Linked DNA regions of Mus musculus: region 1 is linked to region 2. Evidence: chromatin contacts called from public targeted proximity ligation data. All regions are on one chromosome and are shown on one strand. The core of a region is the stretch at or near the end of the contact, and the rest is flanking DNA. Distances in the headings are between cores, read along the strand shown. Region 1 has its middle 23 kb from the start of 2010003K11Rik. Region 2 overlaps Syt12 (synaptotagmin XII).

Region 1 (3,403 bases), core at 863-3,362, 66 kb after region 2:
GGCCTGTCGCTGGACCTTCTTTTCCTCAGGCTCCTCTCCATTTCAATCCCTGTAATTCTTTCAGACAGGAACAATTATGGGTCAGAAATGTGACTGTAAGATGGCAAACCCATCCCTCACTTGATGTCCTGTCTTCCTGCTGGAGGTCAGCTCTATAAATTCCTTCTCCCTACTTTAGGGCATTTCATCTAAGGTCCCTCCCTTTGAGTCCTGGGAGTCTCTCACCTCCCAGGTCTCTGGTGCATTCTGGGGGATCCCCCCCCCCCAGCCTTCTATTTCCTGAGGTTGCTTGTTTCCATTCTTTCTGCTGGCCCTCGGGGCTTCAGTTCCTTTCCCTCACCCAATACCAGATCAGGTTCCCCTCTCCTCCCTCCCCCCCCCTCCTCCACTCCGTCCATTTTCCCTCCTAGGTCTCTCCCTTCCTTCCCACTTGTGATTGCTTTCTTCTTTCTCCCTTGGTTAAAAGAACAATGCTTTTAACCAAGCTAGCTTGATTGGAATATCTCTCTGTCTCCTCCACTCTCAAGTAGCCATAAACTTCTTTCTGTTCATGGAGATTGGTTTGCATCTTTCTGGAACTTTCCATAGGTAGGCTGGTTTAAGGTCACATCTACTTTGTCTGCCTTCTTTTACTCAGTATAATCATTTTAAAACACATCTATGTATCAAGAATTCATTTATTCTTACTGCTGAGGAACTATTGTATTACATGGACATCACATGATTCATCCCTGTGCGTGATGTTGGTCTTCTCAGTCAGCTCCAGCTTTTGTCAGCTACAGATAAAGCTGCTGTGATCAGTGGTGTATGAGTCTGATCTGGCAAGTGCTCTGATGGTGATGCCTCCAGATCTAAAGATTGAAGTTCTACTAGTTTGTGTGTGTGCGCCTGCGTGCGTGAGTGCCCTGCCTGTGTTCAAGGCAGGTTTGTTTGTTTGTTTTAATGGATATTTTTCCTTTGCCCAGGAGTGGAGTGATTAGATTACATGTTAAACCCTTCCAAAGTGGTTATTCTGTTTTATATTTCTATCAGTAATAGAGAATTCTAGTCACATTCCACCTTCTCCAGCATTAGAAATCATCAACCTTTTCAATTAAAGAATTTCACATTTAAAATGTATACTATGGCATTTCATTGTGGTTTCAACTTAGATTTCCCTAGTGACTATCATGATGTGGATTTTTTTTTTTTTTTAATGTTTTCCTGCTATGGGGTAGTCTTTTTCTGTTTAAGACAGTGTCTCACTATATAGCCCAGGCTATGTATCCCAGGCTGGCTTTGAACTTGTAATTCTCCTGCCTTTGCCTCCCAAGTGCTAGAATTATAAGCATGTTCCACCATGTCTATCCAAAATTCCTTAAAGCATATAAAGTACCAGCAAATGCACAGAAGTGGGAGCCGCTAGGGATGGGCTCCAGGGCCGTGTGCATGCTAGGCGTGGGCTCTGCTCCTGGGGCACATCCCAAGCTCGGCACAGCAGACTTCTTTCTTTCTTTTCTGTTTTATTATTTTATTTTTTGTTTTTTTCGAAACAGGGTTTCTCTGTGTAGCCCCAGCTGTCCTGGAACTTGCTCTGTAGATGAGGCTGGCCTTGAACTTAGAGATCCACCTGCCTTTTTTTTCTGAGTGCTGGGACTAAAGGCATGTGTCACCACTGCCTAGCAAGATTTCTAACCCAAAATTAGTAATACTATGGCTTTAACTCTGCACATATGCACTTAATTCTACATCTTTCTGGAATTCAGAAGCTCCTGAATAAGGAAACAATTATGAGACTCATGTTACTTTCTTAAGAAACTTTTGGTATTTCCCCTGAAACTGGATATTTTCCCTATGATTTAGGGACCCTTGGCCCAGATGAAATTAGGTCTTAGCTTTTGAACATAGCTATGAAGCAAATCTGTGATTCACTATCATTGGGCCCTGCTTAAACACCATTGCTTAATTTCCTCTCCTGTATCTCCACTTCTCTACCAGATGCTGAAACCATAAACTGGATTTGATTTATATACTTACAGCTTTCTTTCCTACAACATAGGTAGAACTTGAATAAAAAGTAAGTAGAACTTCGGTCCTGTGTAGCTGTTAAGATTTTGTTTGACCCATGACCAGTTGCAAAATTCATGTCAGTGACTCAGCAGGGTTAGAATTTGGGTCTCTGTCTTCCAAGTCTAGGCCTGGTATTCCACTCACTATTTCACACTTTTTTTTTTTCAAAAAGAAAGAGAGTGTGGAATGTAAGAATTACTTTTTGCTCAGTCAGGCTTAGTTACCGAGAAGTGCTACAACTGAAATTGGTGTTGCCTGCAGTCCTTCCTCTGATAGATCACCTGGCCTCTCCCTGACCTCCCAGTGGAGAGTTACCAGACTTTCTGAGGGACCATTGCCATCAAATCTCATTAGAGACTGGATCTCAGATGGTGAATAGATGTGGGATTCTTGTCTTGGTTCTTCGGTTGGTCCCAGGAAATTTGTGGGGGTAGAGAGTAAACCTCCTGAGAATTATTTCTGCAGTAGTATCTCTCTCAATGTCTGGTGCTTATGTGACCTCATGTGGATAAGTATGAAGATCTACTGAGTTCTCAAGAGAAAGTCCTTTAAGTTGGAGAGAAATTGGCATGATAACATTATAGATTCTTTCTCAGCAGGATTCCCCCCACCATCACTGTTGTGAATATTTTTAAAGAAATATTTATGTATGGGTATTTTGCCTGCCTATATTTGTCTATGTACCACTTACATTCCTGATGCCTGAGGAGCTTCCAACTTCCTGACTTGGGCACTAGGCATACATACACATACACACACGCAGGCAAGACATTCTTTTTTTTTTTGGTTTTTCGAGACAGGGTTTCTCTGTGTAGTCCTGGCTGTCCTGGAACTCGCTCTGTAGACCAGGCTGGCCTCGAACTCAGAGATTCACCTGCCTCTGCCTCCCAAGTGCTGGGATTAAAGGCGTGCGTCACCATGCCCGGCTTCAAAACATTCATAACATAAAAAAATAAACCTTAAAAAAATCATTGTCGGGCAGTGGTGGCGCACACCTTTAATCCCAGCACTTGGGAGGCAGAGGCAGGCAGATTTCTGAGTTCGAGGCCAGCCTAGTCTACAGAGTGAGTTCCAGGACAGCCAGGGCTACATAGAGAAACCCTGTCTCGGAAAAAACAAAACAAAACAACAACAAAAAAAACCCAACAACATGGGCTGGTGAGATGGCTCAGTGGGTAAGAGCACCCGACTGCTCTTCCGAAGGTCAAGAGTTCAAATCCCAGCAACCACATGGTGGCTCACAACCATCCGTAATAAGATCTGATTCTCTCTTCTGGAGTGTCTGAGGACAGCTACAGTGTACTTACATATAATAAATAAATAAATAAATCTTTAAAAAAAAAAAAAAAAAAAC
Region 2 (3,454 bases), core at 148-2,647:
ACCAAACACAGAAAATCTAAGGCTCTTCTCCTCCAGGGCTGTGGGATCCAGGGGGACAGAGAACTTCTCATCGAAGAAGATGGAATAGGCATTCCTCTGGATCTACAGAGAGAAGGGGCCGTGGAGGGGCTTCCTGGTACCACCATCTCAGTTCTACGTCCTTTTTTTTGGTGGCTCAGTATTGAAGGTTTGTTTGTTTAATTTTGTTTTTCTTTTCGGACTGGATCTCACATAGGTCAGGATGAACTCCTGACCTTCCTGCCACTAAGTGCATAAGGCTAGGGTTACAAGCATGGGTCTCCATACTGCACTAACTGCAGAAGGCTAGGGTTACAAGCATGAGCCTCCATACTGCACTAGCTTCACTGCACTAACTGCAGAAGGCTAGGGTTACAAGCAGGAGTCTCCATACTGCACTAACTGCAGAAGGCTAGGGTTACAAGCATGAGCCTCCATACTGCACTAGCTTCACTGCACTAACTGCAGAAGGCTAGGGTTACAAGCATCAGCCTCCATACTGCACCTCCCTGCTCTTTTCCTTTTCCAAGACAGGGTCTCACTGGGTAGCCCTGCCTTCCCTGGAACTCATTTGTAGACCAGACTGGCTTCGAACTCACAGAGACCTCCTCCTTTTTTTTTTTTTTTTTTTTTTTTTTAGCCAGGGTCTTACTATGCAGCTCTGGCTGGTCTGGAACGTACTATTTTGCACAGACTTTTGTCTTGAATTTAACCATCTTCCTGCCTCAGCCTCCAGAGCTGCAGTATGAGTCTACCATGCCTGGCAGTCCTGGGAGGTTTTGGTTGTTGGTGGTGTTTGATTGGGTTTTGGTTGCTTTGAGACAGGATCCCACATAGGCCTAAATGACCCTAAATCCATTATGTAGCCAAGGACAGCCCTGAGTTCCTTATCTTGCTGCCTCTATGTCCCAAAGGTTGAGGTTACTGTGAAGGTTTAAACATCCCCAATATCCCCTTCTTGCTTGTAGTCAACCCATTGCCTGGCCTTAGAAGCTTCCATAATGGACTCCTAGTCATCTCCATCCTCACATGATGCTGTGACAGACCCACTCTCCTTCTCTCCTGTCTGCTGACTCAGCAGAGCCTTGGGGGCAGGCAGGCAGTAGGAGCTAGACAATCTTCTGTAAACAGCCATGAATGCCACAGTGCCCTGTAGATCCTGGCGAAGCCTTCCTGATTGTCACAGGATGGATGGATGAGTGGACAGATAGACAGATGAATGGAGTGACTAGGCAGGGCTGGGCACGCTTCATCCCCCAGCTTTTAGATGTCATTGGCCTCCTCCCAGGAAGCTGTGGGCTCCTCAGGGAGCTACATGGGAGGCTCTGCTTGCCCTTCCGTGGGGGGCCGCCTGAGTCACTGCGCGGTGGTATTTAGAGAGCGGCTCTCATCCCTGGCACATTCTCTGAAGCTGAGGGGGTTGCTTGGCCTGGAGGCAACACCCCATCCCCACAGTTAGACTGTTAGGCTGCAACGTCATGAAGCCTGCCATCCTGGGAACAGACTCTACTTAGCTTCTAGCCACTTTGATCTCACCTAGTGCTGCCAGGCTCTGGGAAGGTTCTCCCTGCAGCAACTGCATCCTTCAAACAAATATGGAACCGTGTTGTTCACACAGTGGTCTGACTCAGAGCAAGCTTCTGTCCAGCAATGTCCCTCCTCAAAGGACATATCCTGAGTCACCCAAAATCCTCCCCATGGCTCAGGCTAAGAGCAACATAATGCATGTCAGACCTGACAGCGGCTCTTCGTTATGTTCCTACGTGCTTCACCCGTCTCCGTTTCAGAGGCAGTCCTTCGTCCTCTGGGACAAATACTTCCCCTCCCCTTGTTTTCTCCCCTTCTCCCTCAGTCTCTGTCTCCTGTATTTGCCTCTTATTCCCTGCTCTCTGCCAGATAAACGGGCAAATAAATCTTTGTGCTGAGAACTTGATCTTGAGGGTCCTGGTCTAATACAGAGCCTAACAGTCAAGGGCCACGCCAGCATGCTCCCTTAGTCACCAGCTTCCAGCAGGGTGAGCCACCAGGGTCACCAGAAGAAAAGAGAGATCATGTGCTTATCTTCCAAAGCCTGTCTCAGTTTCTCTGAGGGGCTGACCACACCTTCCCACAACAGAACACAGCCCTTCCTAAAAAGGTGGCCCTTTCATTTGGGGTCCAGAAACTCACTTTCCTCTCATGCTTTTTTCGGTCTCCGGGGTGGGCCTCCCTTTTTGTGAACAAATTCATGTAGCCATACGGACACTGAGGCTACCTACCCCTCCTCCTCCATCCACTCCAAAGCAGATAAGGCTGTTAGTGAGCTCTCTCCCAGATCAACCAAATGAGCAGCCCATCTTTCTTCCTGCCAAGACTCCATGTTAACAGATGTGGAGGTGGACACTGTCCTTGAGTGATAGGAAGATTGAAATCTATACACAGCGGGAACACAAAGCTGGTTCTAGGCATAGCCATCCTACTCTGAATCCACATTCTGATCTGCTCTCCAGCGCCCCCTGTCATCTTGTCTGGTACTGCAAATCTGCCCACTAGCCCAGACATCAGCTTCCCAGGAGAGCTTCAGGGAGCCCAGTGCACCTCTGTCCCCGCCCCACTTACCCGGGAGATGCCCACGATCTGTTCGTCTGGCAGCAGACTGACACGCATGAAGCAGGACTCGAAGGTGGCCTCCTCGCGCTCCAGGAGGTCTTTGCCTTGTAGTACTGCCACGTGGAGGGTGTGGGAGGCTCCATCATAGTCCATGCTCACCTCCACCTGGCCCAGGGTGAAATCCTGCCCAAAGGTGTTGCTCACAGAGGAGATGGAATTCAGAGAGTCAGCCGACTGTGACTTTCGGAGAGTACCATAGGGGGCTAAGTCCAGTTCCCGGCCCATCAGCTCCAGGGGTCCCAGCTCACTGATGCTTTCAAAGGTGTCTTCTATACTAAGGCTGCCTTTGCGGCTGGGTGGTCCCCGAGTAGTGGTCCGCTGGTCATTCCAAGGAGGGACCCGCTGAGGGTGAACAAAAGGGACAGGGAAGCATCATATGGGGCTGAGGCACCATCGCTAGGTGACAGCAAGGAGATTGATGCTGGTTACTCTGTTCAAGATACCCCAGGCTCTCCTTTCACAAAACCATCAGAGGGACCAGCACTTAAGGACATTGTTTCTCTTTCTCTTCCGCAAACAGGAACTTGCTACTGTATCCCAGGCTGCGGAGGAACTCGTGCTCCCCCATCTTTAACTCCACGAATGCTGGGATTACAGTCACGCACCAACTACATCTAGCTTAGTTTTCTCCCCTTAACCAGAATGGAAAAAGGCATTGTCTCATACTGCTTATTATTGTAACAAAACTCCTTACATAAAAATGTCAACTGCAATGACACCTATAAAAAGGAAAAGCTGCTCGATATGGAGGAACACGCTTATAATCCTGTAAAAACCATAAATGCTC

The links.
Region 1: a contact with region 2 is called in a targeted proximity ligation map of the NIH/3T3 cell line, with 10 read pairs. A contact is called at or near these places in 1 of 39 promoter capture datasets (macrophages), 3 of 484 Hi-C or Micro-C datasets (the HPC-7 cell line, muscle stem cells and myocytes), 2 of 130 datasets of targeted methods (the NIH/3T3 cell line and embryonic stem cells) and 1 of 9 other capture datasets (pancreatic islet).

What each region holds. Positions count from the first base shown.
Region 1 is chr19:4,519,504-4,522,906 of GRCm38.p6, forward strand. It overlaps a transcript of Pcx not described here. Among named protein-coding and RNA genes, the nearest start is that of 2010003K11Rik, 23 kb to the left of the region's middle.
Region 2 is chr19:4,453,879-4,457,332 of GRCm38.p6, forward strand. It overlaps Syt12 (synaptotagmin XII), which reads right to left. Exons shown (of 8, transcript NM_134164.5): 4 at 2,617-3,009; 5 at 1-102. Among named protein-coding and RNA genes, the nearest start is that of Rhod, 16 kb to the left of the region's middle.